2 separate regions of the Hordeum vulgare genome follow, and region 2 is linked to region 1. Evidence: chromatin contacts called from public Hi-C data. All regions are on one chromosome and are shown on one strand. The core of a region is the stretch at or near the end of the contact, and the rest is flanking DNA. Distances in the headings are between cores, read along the strand shown. Region 1 has its middle 38 kb from the start of LOC123438459. Region 2 has its middle 70 kb from the start of LOC123411511.

Region 1 (7,597 bases), core at 2,394-4,893:
TGCTAATTCCATGTACCTAAAAGGCATAGAACCCATTTCAAAAGACGAGTCCAAAGGATCAATCGTTTAATTAAGCAAAAGAAAAAAAAATATGCTTTCTAAATAAAAGTAGAGAATTTACTTGCTGGACCATACAGTCGACCGCGTCGCCCCTGTGGGCGACCGGCCGCGCCTGCCTCCTCCAGTTCCCCCCACCCTTCCCTCCTCGTCACCATCGCCGACACTCCCTGCCGGGCCTGGCCCAGGGGACGCTGGCGGCGGAGGCGCCTCGCCATTCCCCTCTTGGTTGCTCTCCGACGCGGGGCGGAGTGGCGCGAGGGGGTGTTTTCTAGGCGGCGGTGGTCCGGCGTGGTGGCGAGGTATCTTGGTGCGACGCAAGAGAACGGCTGGGCGGCAGCGGCGCCGTTGGCGGCGGGGGTGGCGCAGCGGCATGTCCTGGCGGCACCCACTCGGCCCAGATCTGGGCCATTTAGGGCCCCATCTGGATCTGGGCGTGCCGACGACGGGGCGGGACGGCGGCGTGGCTCCTAGGAGATGGGGGAGCGGCGATGGGCTATGGGGTGCTGGCGGCGCCCTGCTGCAGCGTGGCAGGCGGGGTTTAGCGGGGCTGGCCGGGGCAGGGGTGGCCTGGTTTACACTGCTGCTGCGTCCGGTTGGCGACCACGACGATGCCAGAGGACAGGGTCCTCCGCATGAAGGCGGTGGAGGTGGTTCCCTCCCGCGCGGCTACGGTGTTGCTGCTCCCGTCGCCAAGCGCCCTCTCTTCGTTCTCTTGGCCTCGTGGTGGTGATCTCAGTGAGGCAGATTGGGTGGCGTCGCGACCGCGGTGGCGCATGCTGGTGGGTGGCGGGTCGGCTGGTTGGCTCCAGTCCGGTTGGGCGGCGGGGTTTGGAGTGCGAGAGAAACCCTTGCCGGTTCTTCCGGCTCCGATGCGGTGATGACTGCGGGTGCCACCATTTCTTCCTGAAGGGTGTCGGCGGTCTCCATCCCCCACTCCCTCCGCGTACCGGGGAAGACCCTAGGACACGTCTGAGCAGCAGCGTCATCGCATCCCTTGTTGGAGGTGCTACTTGTTACGCGGAGGATCGGAGCCTTGGATCGTGGTGGATCGATTCCAAAGGGCGCATCGGTTGCCGTTCATCCGTGCTTCGTCGAGCTGCCGGTGTTCGCATTGTTTATTTCTCTTTTTTTTTATCTGTTGTGATGCTCGTTACAGGATTTGCTCTGTGATCGGTGTTGGTTGCTTTGTAATACAAAACGAGAAAAAATCCTTTTTTAATAAATAAAAATAAAGAAATGCTGAAACGTCGTAACCAGAAACTTTTTCGTTTTAAAAAATAACCAGAAACTTTTCCATTTCAAAAAAATAAATAACCAGAAACTATATTGGACACCCACGGCCTTTTTGGACGCAACTGATGAAAGATGATCTGTGTAAATTTGTTCAACCGATTCAGATGGCGGCCTATAAGTAAGGTTCATGATGCATAAGGCTCGTCTCTCGGCATTTATCTTTTTAATTGCCTTGCGGCAGCCATGTGTGACAACATTTTTGTAATTTTATTGTGTTTGGATGATAAATTTTGAAATAATTATTAAAAGGTTGTGTGCATCATTTGATGTAGAAGCCGATGACGTTTTCGTGTTTAAAAAATAATAATAACCAGAAACTTTGTATACAAAAATCATGGCTATTTGCGTCATCTTACATCGGTAAACTATAATATCCACATCTAAAATTGTCTGAAGTTACTGTGGATTTTTTTAGTAAATTTTGATTTCAAACTGGAAGTAGAGAAATGTTGGGACGTCATAACCTGAAACCTTTGAGTCAAAGGTTATCCTTGACTTCTACATCCAACTTTATTAAAAGCAAAGTACTTCCTCCGTTCCTAAATATAAGTCTTTTAAGAGTTTCTATCAAAAAACTACATACGGATGTATATAGACATACATTAAAGTGTAAATTCATTCATTTTGTTTCGTATGTAGTCTCCTGATGTAATATCTAAAAAGACTGGTGTAATATCTAAAAAGACTTATATTTAGAAACGGAGGGAGTAACAAACATCTTCAAAGTTTTACAAAATGGAAAAGGAAAAAGCGCACAACGTTAGCATAAACTCGGAACTAACAAAATTAAAGCATCTCCAATAGCGGCGCAAAAAGGCGCGCGCGCTAAACCGGCATTTTACCGCGCGCGGGACAGATTGGCGCGCTCCAGTGGCGGCGGGAAAACCGCGCGCGCGGGAACCGCTAGCGCGCGCGAAAAGGCAGCAGCTCGCGCGCCATTTTTACGGCGCCGCGTTCCGCGCGCCCATAAAAGGCAGCGCGCTGCCGCTTCCTCACGCCATCGCCGCGCGCGTTCTCTCTCCCTCTGCCTCTCGCGCCGCCGCCCCAGCGCGCTCTCTCTGCCTCTCGCGCCGCCGTCGCGCCGCGCCGCCGTTCTGCGTCGGGCTACCGCGGCGTCCGCCAGCGCCCCAACAACGGGTTCTACGCCGAGATACGCTCCGGCGATCTCCGGCTGAGCCTCGGGACCTACGACACGGCGCACGAGGCCGCCCGCGCGTTCGACGCTGCGGCGTGGCGCCTAGGCAGGCCGCGCCTCCAAATGAATTTCCCGGACGTCCACACGCTCCAGCAGGCGTTAGACCTCGCCCCGCCGCCTCGTCTTAACTCCGCACAAGATCGTGCGGAGAACACTGCGCTGCAGCGCCGCCTCCTCGTCGCCCAGGAGGACGAGCGGGTCATGGCGGAGTGGCGCCGGCGCCACCCGGAGGACGTTGCCTACCAGTAGGAATATTGGGAACGGCGCCGCGAGGAGGACACGCGCCGGCGCCGCGAGGAGCGGTTGGACAGGCGTCGTCGGAAGGCATTGGCGTGTGCGCAGGCCGACCTCGTCAATGCCGGCGAGATGTCCTTCTTCACTAAAGAAGATAAGCGTTGGTTTGACATCTGGCTGTCAACCTCTGACGACACCAACGACGATGATGATGGTGGAGATGACTGGAGCGACTAGGAGTTTTTTTGTTTTCGAACTATCTAGCACCGAACTATCTATCTATGTTTTCGAACTACCTATCTAGTTGCAATATATGTAAAATAACTTTATATCGTTTTTATTTATTGGAATCTACTTTAAAAAATGTTGTGTGCGCTGCATTTTTGGATACTGCTGGAGCGACGCGCGCGCGCTGCATTATAGCACGACTGTTGGAGCCAGCGCCTATCCCTGCGCTAAACCAGCCGGCGCGCGCTGTAAATACATTTTTTAGATGCGGCGCGAAGCGCGGCTGTTGGAGATGCTCTTACATGGCTATTTATGATATGCTCCGTATATGAGAAAACTTTGCTAACAAATACTAATGACTATTTGTATCCTACACGACTAGAGATACAATAAATACTATCACGAGGCATGCGTAAATATATGAATATTGGTTATAGTATAAAAGAGTTTTATTACTCTCAGACCTCTGCAATATGAATGACCAACACCGGCAGCCGACTAGTGGTCATTGGAGGAGATAATCCACGAGAAAAATGGATGGGTTCTGAGAATCGCCATGTCAACGCATGTCGCCGTTGTAGGAACTAGCTAGGTCGTAGCTGCTGTCCTCAGGAATTGACACATTTGTTTGTCCCTGGATCTGTAGCAGAAGAAACATTGTCACTCATGGACGCATATACCACTTGCTTGACAAGGTAGTCGAGAACAGATCCAAAGTTTTCCTGCTGCACTGATAGATCCAGCAAAACGGAATCTTGGATTAAAGTTTAGATCTTTCTTCGTGCCACCTTTACCACTGAAGCGAACGTTTTAATTATTGTTGTTGCGACGTACACTCCCTCCTTCACACAGTACATGGAGTATAATCTTTTGACTTAAGTCAAAATTGATATGTTTAATCAATGTTATCAAAACGATATTAGTAAGTCCCGTTGAACATATAGTTTGCATGTATACGTGTATAGCTTGGTCCATCTCCCAGCTTTTGTATAGTTGAGGTTGAGACACATATTATACTCTATATATGTGCACATACATCCAATCAATACATTGCGAGTTGCATTGCCAAACATCTCTCTACATGGTATCATGCCTAACATTCCTACCCTGACCCTAAAGCCGCCGCCGCAGCCGCTCCTGCTCACCACCACCCCACGTTGTCGCCGCGTCCTCCCTCCCAACCGCCGCTATCGCCGCATGTCTTCCATCGCTTCCTCTACACCTCTCCAACCCGCAGCCATTGCCGCCGCGATCTCCCGCCGCCACTCGCCATCTCTCCCCCGCAGTCGGCCTCATGAGCTCGCCGGCCTCCTCCAGCACCAACCTTTCGCCGGCCATGTGCCCTCCGCTGAAGCCATCCGCGACCTCAACATCGATGCCCGTGTTCCCATCCACCACGACTCCTCCACCTCCTTGTACTGCGCGTGGAAGACCTACTTCAACCTCGTATTCCGCGGGTACTACCTCACCGAACACATTGATGGCTCCATCGACGCTGAGTACATGAAGGGCCACCCGGAGTGGTCCGCCATCGAGGCCACTCTAATCCGGTGGTTCTACCAAACCATCTCGAAGGACATCTTCCACACGGTTGTCACCGACGACGACGATGCTTGCAGCGTGTGGACCAAGATCAACGCGCTCTTCACCGACAATAAGCTTCAACGCCTTGTTTTCTTGCAACACGAGTTCTTCGGATGCCACCTAGATGACTCCACCATCGATGACTATTGCATGCGGCTCAAGATGCTCGGCGACGAGCTTCACGACATCGGCACCAAAATCTTCGACGAGCTCATGCTTAGCACTCTCACCGTCGGCCTCAATGAGAATTTCGGCAACGCCGCTTCCAATCTCAAGTTGATGACGGAGCCCACCTTTCAGGTTGCCGTCGCATACTTGAAGCTTGAAGTGCGCCGGATGAAGAAGGTGAAACATCGGGTGCAACACACCGCCCTCGCCGCCGTCACAACCCGCGACGGGCCCAATCCTCCGGCGCCCGCCCCCTCCCCGCGGCCCCTGCCTCCATCGGGGTTTTACCCGCTGCCTCCCGCCGCTCCCGTGCCGCCCCAACAGCAGCGGCAAGGGGGGCGCAACCGGCATTGTGGAGGCGGCCGCCACGAGCAGCAGCCACAACAACAGGGGACCGCGGGTGCGCCGCGCCACCTGCAGTCATCTCCTCCATGGACCGCAGGCACCAACCCTTGGACGGGCATGGTGCATGCTTACCACATGCTCGTCCCAAGGGCTCCCTCATGCGGGCCTCCTCGGGCCACACCCGGCAGCACACCAGGCCTTCTTCAGCGCGACCACCCAGCCGGTCGGCACCGGCAACGCCGCCCCGTTAGCTCTGGTGCAGCCCTATGACGTCACTCCATAGCCACAGGTTCCGCCGCCATGGGATCCCTCCATCCCCGCTGCCTTGCACTCGGCCCCGTCGCCGAATAGTTATAGCGGTGGAGGCGACTGGTAGATGGACTCGGGTGGCACAACGCACATGACAGCTCATCCCGGTAACCTCCTCTCTTCCACTCCTATCAACACTTCCACTCGTATCACCGTAGGCAATGGTTCCTCCTTACCTATCACTCATATTGGTAGTACTACTTTTCCATCCAACTCCACACCTATCAATATGTATAACGTTCTTGTTTCTCATGAGTTAGCATCTAACTTAGTTTCTATTCGTTGTCTCGCTCGTGAGAACCATCTTACCGTTGAATTTGATGTCGTTGGTTTCTCTGTGAAGGACGCCCGTACCAGGATGGTCCTGCACCGCTGTGACAGTCCCGAGGAACTCTATCCCGTGCACGCCGGCGCTTCCACCTCCACTCCCATTGCTCTTGCCGCGGACGTCGACCTCTGGCATGCTCGTTTGGGCAACCCCAACCCCACCACCCTTCGTCAAATCCTTCGGAGTTTTTCTTTTTCATGTAATAGACTTGAGGATCACTTGTGTGAGGCTTGTCGTCTGGGAAAGCATGTTCTTATTCCCTTTAGTGCGTCAACAACTATATCTACCTTTCCGTTTTAGTTACTTCATAGTGATGTTTGGACATATTGTGTTGCGAGTAATACAGGCTATCTATACTATTTGGTGATTTTAGATGATTACTCTCATTACGTGTGGACTTTGCCTCTTTGTCACAAGTCCGACGCTCTTGCCACACTAACTGCCTTTTATTCCTATGTCACCATTGAAAGTGCATGCTATGCCCCTAATCGACTTTTGGTGTTAATGACAACACATACATAGGAAACTAATCCTATTTGTTGAGTGTATCTCAGGATGACAAGTACTTTAGTAGATTGAGAATTATGTGCCAAAGGTGGTCTGAGAAGATCGGGATTTATATTTCAAGAAGGCTCGGGATTGAGAAAATATGATGTAGACTATCCTTTTGAGTTTACTATTATTAAGTATAGGGATCCCGCACTATTAAGACGGGATCACAGGTTTTGCGATGAACTTGCTCATACCACATCTTCACTATCCTACCCAATACCACATATTCTCTACTCTGCTCCTATCTCAAAACAGGTCTATTGCCTCGGACTTCCGGCTCCCTCCGGACGTCCGGGGGCCGGACGACCGGCAGAATTCGGAAATCCGGAGCCCTCCACCAGAAGTATTTGAGTCATATAACTCGGATTTCCGGCTCCCTCCGGACATCCGAGGGCCGACGTCTGACCAGCTTCGGAAATCCGGAGCCCTGCACCAGAAGAACATGAGCTCTATAACTCGGATTTCCCGCTCCCTCCGGACGTCCGAGGGACGGACGTCCGTCCCCTTTCAGAAATCCGGAACCTCCGACCAGAAGAAGTTCAGTCGAATAACTCGGATTTCCGGTCTTCTCGGGACGTCCGGTCCCTATTCAATTCACAGTGTTTCCAGTCATATCTACAGCCCTCGGACGACCGACCCCTGTCGGACGTCCGACCCCTTGCGGACGCCCGGACTTCCGGAAACTGCCGGACGTCCGGACCCTGTGTGACTTAATGTGTCCCCAACGGCTGTTTTACACTCCCCACTATATATACCCCTCTCCCACTTCGTGAGAGGGTGTCCAACACAGCTAGAACACATCCAAGAACACCTTTCTTCTCACTCACTCTTGTCTACACCAAATCTTAGATCCCAAGAGCATTTGTGAGTCCCTTTGAGTGTTGTTCCAATCAAAAGATAGATCGTCTCCTTCTCCTCCTTCCCACCAAAGTGATTTGTGATTTGAGCAAGTTTTGAGCAATCCCCGTGATCTTGTTACTCTTGGAGGTTGGAGACTCCTAGGCGGTAGGAGTCTTCGGAGAGGAATCAATCCATTGTGATTTCCCTCGGAAAGTTTGTGAAGGTTTGGAAGCCACCTCAAGGCTTACCACTAGTGGTTGAGAAACGCCTTCGTGGAGTTATCTCAAAGGGAGAATAGGGTGAGCCTTCGTGGTGTTGGTGTGCCTTCGTGGTAACATCCGCCCCTCTAACGGTGATGTAGCTTCCCTCCAAGGAAGTGAACATCGGGATACATCCTTGTCTCTCTTGGAGTTTTGGTTATTCCTAACCCTAACTCTCTACTTGTGTTAATCCTTATTACG
Region 2 (7,597 bases), core at 3,357-5,856, 120 kb before region 1:
ATATATATATATATATATATATATATATATATATATATATATATATATATATATATATAGGACTAACTTTCTGTACTCCTGGATAAATTTACTCCCATTCTTAATATACTTTATATACGCATTGGTTATACCTCTTTATCATTTTTAATATACTTTATTAAATATTCTGAGAGACCTCAATATGAGTTTTGTTGAGAAAAAAATATCAGTTGCGATGTACTCTTTATAATATACTTTTTCACGTGTAAACAAAACAGTATATACGTAAACCTTTAAAAATATGTAAACTCACACGAATTTTTTCATGAAACTCACTTTAAGGTATCTAATAATTATTAATGAATTATATTAAAAACAATAATGAGGTATAAAAGACTCATCTATGTGGTACATGAAGAGCGGGAGTACGTACTCCCAAGAGAGAGAGAGAGAGAGATAGAGAGAAAGTCTATTCATCATCCAGGTGCAAAATAATTTATTCTTCACCCAGATAATTTTACGACCGTTTCGTAAATAAATTACATTTGGAATACCGATAGTTACATTAATATTGATCCATTATGTCAAATTTGATGTAAAAAATTAAAAATATAGGTTATAAGACCAGAAAAAATCACATTTCATATGTATTTAACACTATGTTTTTATGTTTATAATTTGACGTGACATAAAATATTTTTATGATGATTATATAATTTTTTACGATCTCTTTTTACATATGAAATAAGTAAAAGCATAAAACTACGGTACATTGATGAAAAATAGAGGCAGTGAAGGATAACTATTCTTCACCCAGGGTGATGAAAATAATGAAGAAGAAAAAATCCAAAAGAAAAAATAAAAGAAAACGAAAAAGAATGGTAAAATGTGAAAATAATGAATAATAAAAAATCACTGGAGGCCTGTATCCTAACTGGGCCGGTCACATTGGACGGCTGCCTTCAGGAAAAACATGGGTAGTCCCAAAATACCAGTTTCGTTTATTAGAAAAATGCCCTTGACAGAAAATGAAAAAAGCAATCTGATAGTAAAATAAATGGACATTTGTTAAATTTGTACCAAATCTGCGACAACTAGTTTGGATCGAGGGGGTATAAGAAAAAAAATGTGCTATATCATAGCAGATATAACAGAGGGGATTGCGTTTCTAAGGGCTTGTTCGATTAATCCCTTCCACGAGGAGATTGAAGAGGATTGAATGAGATTGAGTTAAAATTTAATTTGTAAGGAATATAACCCCTCCCAATCCCCTGCAAGCTCCTTCAAATCTGAAGTAATCGAACACGGCCTAAGGGATTGTTCGGTTAATCTCAGCAAGGAGGGGATTGGAGGGGATTGAGATGAAATTTGACTTGCAGGGGATTTAATCCCTCTCGATCCCCTCCAAACCCCTTCAATTGGGAAGGAACCGAACAAAGCCTAAGGGGGGATTGCGTTCGATTGCGTTCCTCGTGCTAAGAGCATCTCTAACGGTAGCGCAAAAAATCCGCGCCCAATAAATTTTTTAGCGCGTCACTGTAGCAGTTTTGAAGCGCGGGGACCGGAGCATCTCCAACAGACGCACGCTAGTGCGACGCCCAATCCAGTCCGATCCAGCAGTCCGATCTGCAGCAGCTCAGAGTTTGCTGCGCGCGAAAGCCGGCGCACCAAATGTGCTGCACGCGATAGCGTTTTTGAGCGCGCGCCCAAAAGTTTTTAGCGGGCGCAGTGTTTTGCAGTTTCTGCTGGAGCAGTCCGGCGCTCAAAAAACGGATCTTTTAACGCGCGGAGCAGTTTTTGAACGGCTGTTGGAGATGCTCTAAACTGTGTGATCGTACCTCTCCGTCAATTTTTGAAATGAAGATTCAGGCAGGGAATCTGCCCCCCGTCATTAAAATAAAACAAAACATTTGTTCCCGATCTGGCGTTTGGCTTCCGGGGAAAGCCGGTCGATCCGGAGTTCCGGACGCGACGTCTCGTGCAACGTACGCACTTGGCCGTGAGGCGTTCGCGTTTGTAGACGCAAGTGTTTTCGAAGCTTCAAACACTGCAAGCCACACGATCGACATCAACTTGTTTGACCCCACAGCGGATCATCGATGACTCTCGGCGTCTCGGGTCACACACGCCGGGATCGGCGGTAAAGCAAACAGCAAGAAGCGACATCGGGTCGTCGTCTTCCTTCACCGCCGCCTCGGCGTCCATTGTCCTCCGCTCACCGAGCTATGACCACTGCTGTTTTCCATGCATGCGCCGGCCGAACCTACAGCACGCGCGTTTGTGCTCGGCCTCCTCCGGTTACTGTCAACGACCGATACGTCAATGTGCTGCGCTAATATCTTGACGAACCATCTCTCCGATCTTTCGTTTTCTCGGTTGCTTTATCGAGCAGGGAAATCGTCAATGGCGGAATGGAATCGACGTTTCGATGGGAGAATCACTGAAGCGCGATCGCTCGTTCTGGGAGGGATTGATTGGGTTTGTTCTAACCGGCCCTTGGAGATACCCAAAAGAGGAGGGGATTCGAGGAGGAATATTGCCGCGGATAGAGTTCGTGAGCGAGCCTACCTCTGATTAGTTTTTGCTCAATAATTGCGCGCGGCTTTGACCCTGCCGATCCACGACGTGTCTGCTATGCTTAATTATGTGTGTGTGTGTGTGTGTGTGTGCCGGACTTGAGCAGCAACCCAGCTCTATGCGTTGAATCCTCTACAATTATTCTTCCCAAGAATTACTTACCTGTCTTTCTTTTTAGTTTACTTGAGCAAAACATTATATAGTTTCCTTCCTCCGATTTGAGCTTTGCCAAATTTATAAGTTCAGATAGCCAGTCAGCATGCCAGCATGCACACGCTTAACTGTCTACCTGAGTATATATGATTATATAGTTCATGAATGATTCAGTCGGTGTAGTGAAACGCATTTAAAAATGTCAGTCTTGCGATCTCGAGCTTGGAAGAGCCGCGATACATGAGTTTACTCGACCAAGTAAGCAGAGTGCCTTGGACTTGTATACATGAAAATTAGTAATTGAAACCTGGTCAATAGTTGAAACTATATCAAAAATAGCGTGAGAGCAGACCCGTGGAAATTTAATCTATATGTAGAAACTAGCGTGTGGTATTGTAATTTAGTCTGGACAATACTTGAAACCTGTCGGCAAGGTCACATCGCCTGGACTACGGCCCCTGTACGCAGAGACGGAGAGAGATGTTCTATTCAACTATCTGAAAAAATGTAAAAACCATTACAGTATTAAAGGCAGCAACAGAAAAAAAACTCATACAGATGTGAAAGAACGCAGAACCCTAATCACATCCGATGCAAGTTTCAGTTAACACCAACACCTAGACTCGTGTGATTAGCCGATTAATTGATTTGCTAGTTGGGTCGACTGGCAAGCGATTGAGCTAGCACGTAGCCATCTGTTTGCCGGGAGCCTGCTCCCTAATCAGGAGCCCAGGTTCGAGCTAATCCTCCTAGGGATACACAGATGATTGCTCTCCCCAGCTCACGAGTCAGATTCTCCCATGCTCAATCGCCCAACACATTCTCGCGCCATGTGAATCTCATTCTGTCACGCATGATCCAACTGCATAATGCATGGGTCTACTGGCAGGGAAATGGGCTGCAAAATATCTTGATCATGTGCTTGTAAACCAGCAGACAACTAGTTTTCCTTGTGCATAGTACTGCCGATGATTGGTGATCCAGTTGTCGCAATTTGGGGAGGATTTCTTTGTCGAGCTGTTTCCCGTAATTTCATCGGCGTTGATCCAACTGGAGCGGAGTTGAATACTCTGCGTGCATGATTAAGCCATTGGCCGCATACCCAATTAATGCCCTGACAAAATGGTTGGGTTGGAAATCCACATATCGTGTTGAGAACTTGAGATGAACCCAGCCGGATCGCAGTACCGGTCGGTTTAGCTTGATTTCTTTCCTGATTGCTGATAACGAAGTGCCACCCTCCAGCATATATGACCCGTGCGTGCTCCAAGCTACCATCAGCACTTTGTTTGCTCTGAAAAAGAAGCGATTTAGAAGCGTTAGGGATACTAGTCCGACTACTAGATGTTAAACCCGTAGTTCCTACGTTTAATTAACCCCTCCCTTTCCGAAATTAACAAGCATTTCACCATTAGAAAAGAGAGAAAGATCACTGTGTTGTCCGGTTCGTCGCGGGATGCATGAATGGTTGGATTGTTTTCTTACGTCGACGTACTAATTGAATATGTCACCGTTTCGGCCTTGGCGTGAACCTAACCAAGCAGTTGTTGAGACTATTAACATGAAGACTATCTGGCTAAATGCGAGGACCAGGAGAGGCTTTCACCGAATTTTCTAGCACAATTATTGGCCCAATTGCACGTTAACTTTTCTCCAGTTCCAGCCTTTTTAAAATCGGTTTCGTGCGGGTCATGGAAGATGAAACTCATCTAGCTGCTACGTAGCTAGTCGGAATATTCAGCAGTGGTAGCTGTGGTACCACTTTACCGCAAGTCGTTGTCACAAACTTTTGTTGAATCTTTTGGCAGATCGACTTCATATGCAAGTGGCGTAACCTCATGCCCCGGAACAGAACGGCACATAAGCAGGCGCAGTGCCGTGTGTGCATGATTGCATGGCTTGATGGATAATGCTGGTTGCTCAGCTGATATTTTCCTTCCTTGGTTGCAGATAAACACAATTGGTCTATATTTTTTTAGAAAAGAAGGAAGACCCCGTGTCTGCATCTGGACGATACATGCAGCCACTTTATTAATTATTCACAAAGATCTTATAAAATAATACATCAGTACATCTAAAGCCACCATCTCGACAACATATGTAACTACTCGTATCCTTGATGAAGGGATGTCGATAGTCCGAACCGAATACCAAACAAACTTCGCATCATAGCCTAACATCTAAAACCAAAGACCCCAACCGAGCCACAGTGTCGGGTCTCGGGCGCACAACGGTCCGACACACTCTCAGAAGCCGTCGCAACCGTCTCCATCAATCCATCTTCAGAGTTGTACCGACACATCGACCTTGCGAGGCCTATCTGCCATCAACGCCACCACGACGCCAGACAACACCACCATCCTGCGCTCGTCTATCATCACACGCCCACCGTCGAGACACCGCTGCTCCATGCCGCCGAGATCCGTCGTTGTTGACGTGCGAGATTCCACGCCGCTCCTCCAATACGAACACCACCTGCTGACACTGGTTCCATCCCCTCCGCCTGTAGTTTCTCTAACCGAGCACCCGAACGCTCCAGGCGACGTCTTCAAGAAGGACACGGCACATGCATTGCCGTCGCCGCCCAATCTGATGAGATTTTGGGTCTTCACCCGGGCATGGGGTCGGGATGGAGGGAAGGGACCTCGACAACGCTTGCAAGAAGGATAACATCGACCTTGGTCGTCCCCACCATCGGGATGAGCGAATCATCTAGAGTTTCCTTCGGTCCGCTGTCATCTCTACCAACTCCCGTGAACGCACTGAGGCCGACGACCGAGGTCGCAAGACACCAAGTGCAGCGGGCAAGAGCCTGCAACGTGGAGGAGATCCACCTGTAACTTGCCACCCACGCGGCCAAGACGCCATCCATCTGTCACCCGCGAGCGTCGCCAACCAAGGGCGCCACCGCCATACCTACAGGGGCCGCCGCCCCAGATCCAGTATTCTCCACGAAGATCGGAGCAACGAGATCCGCCACCACACGGCCCATGCCTCCGCCCAAACCTTCCACCGCCTGAGGTCACCGCTACCGTGAGCCGCCATGCTGCCGGAACACCCACACCCCATGGATCTGGGCAACGCACACCGCAGCAAACCCACCACCACCGGGACTCGCCGTGCCGTCGGGAGGGCCGCACCCCGCGGATCTGGGCGCCCGCGCCGTTTGTGCACCTGAGGGAGGGAGGAGAGGCCCTCCGCTGCCACCATCGGGGGCACGGGCTTTGCCTGACGCTGACCACCGGCAACGATGGAGGAGATGTGGGCGTCCTGGAAGGACTAGGCGGCGGCGACGTATGAGATCTCCCGAGATACCCACATGGGGGGCGACACAAGAGACGCGAGATGTTGTTGACGTGCGAGATTCCACGCCGCTCCTCCAATACGAACACCACCTGCTGACACTGGTTCCATCCCCTCCGCCTGTAGTTTCTCTAACCTAGCACCCGAACGCTCCAGGCGGCGCCTTCAAGAAGGACACGACACATACATTGCCGTCCCCGCCCAATCTGAAGAGATTTTGGGTCTTCACCAGGGCATGGGGTCGGGGTGGAGGGAAGGGACCTCGACAACGCCTGCAAGAAGGATAACATCGACCTTGGTCGTCGCCACCATCGAGATGAGCGAATCATCTAGAGTTTCCTCCGGTCCGCTGTCACCTCTACCAACTCCCGCGAACGCACCGAGGCCGACGACCGAGGTCGCAAGCCACCAAGTGCAGCGGGCGAGAGCCTGCAACATGGAGGAGATCTACCTGTAACTTGCAACCCACGCGGCCAAGACGCCATCCATCCGCCACCCACGCGGCCAAGACGCCATCCATCCGCCACCCACGCGGCCAAGACGCCATCTCCATGCCTACAGGGGCCGCGGCCCCAGATCCAGTATTCTCCATGAAGATCGGAGCAACAGGATCCGCCACCACGCAACCCATGCCGCCGCCCGAACCTGCCACCGGCTGAGGTCACCGCTATCGTGAGCCGCCACCCTGCCGGAACACCCACACCCCATGGATCTAGGCAACGCACACCGCAGCAAACCCACCACCACCGGGACTTGCCACTCTGTCGGGAGGGCCGCACCCTGCGGATCTAGGTGCCCGTGCCGTTCGTGGATCTGAGGGAGGGAGGAGAGGCCCTCCGCCGCCACCATCGGACGCACGCGCTTTGCCCGACGCCGACCACCGGTAATGATGGAGGGGAGGTGGGCGTCCTGGGAGGACTAGGCGGAGGCGACGTATGAGATCTCCCGAGATACCCACATGGGGGGCGACACGAGAGACGCGAGATGTGGTTCTGTGAGCTAAAAATTGGGGTAGAATTTCAATTCCCCGGCCTCTGCACCAACTAGGGATGCACACAACCTTTTTAAGTATGAGTACTAGGATTTTAATTCTCGGTTACGAACCAATCCTAGTCCTCAATAAATGAGTGAGTACCACGAAAGCGTGGTCCTCAAGAATAAATAGCAACCTAAATTCACCTCCGTGAGGATTTGAACTCAGGTGTTGAGTTTGTACATCCACTCCCACAACAAGTTGAGCTAGGCTCACTTCCCACACAATTGGTCTCGATACACACGTCATCCTTTTATTCAGTCGTAAAGGAGGTTCAAAATACCCACACCCACATGTTCATTGTATAGTGCACACAATCATATTTATTAAAATATCACATTGAACATCCGAAACACACAAAAAGAAAAAAAGGAATGTTGAGCCAATCGACCGATAATAGGGTAACATGACACAAACCACAACCTACTAATACACTGCCATCCATACCGATTGAATGTAGCCTATGCCACCATCTTCCAACATACTGTAGCCTTTACTATCATCTTCAAACAGTTGCATCCAAGGTCATATGCGCATGATTTGTTGAAGATT

What was found. Hi-C and Micro-C count contacts between places; a contact is called where the count stands out from the background.
Region 2: a contact with region 1 is called in a Hi-C map of leaf, with 6 times the contacts expected there. The contact joins two enhancer-like sites. A contact is called at or near these places in 2 of 6 Hi-C or Micro-C datasets (both in leaf).

Annotation. Positions count from the first base shown.
Region 1 is chr1H:376,426,212-376,433,808 of MorexV3_pseudomolecules_assembly, reverse strand. No RefSeq gene overlaps it. Among protein-coding and RNA genes, the nearest start is that of LOC123438459, 38 kb to the right of the region's middle. Within about 2 kb of position 3,643, at least 2 of the 3 cell types and tissues checked have open chromatin away from gene starts, as enhancers often do. A contact at or near this core is called in leaf, where this site is marked.
Region 2 is chr1H:376,551,635-376,559,231 of MorexV3_pseudomolecules_assembly, reverse strand. No RefSeq gene overlaps it. Among protein-coding and RNA genes, the nearest start is that of LOC123411511, 70 kb to the left of the region's middle. Within about 2 kb of position 4,606, at least 3 of the 3 cell types and tissues checked have open chromatin away from gene starts, as enhancers often do. A contact at or near this core is called in leaf, where this site is marked.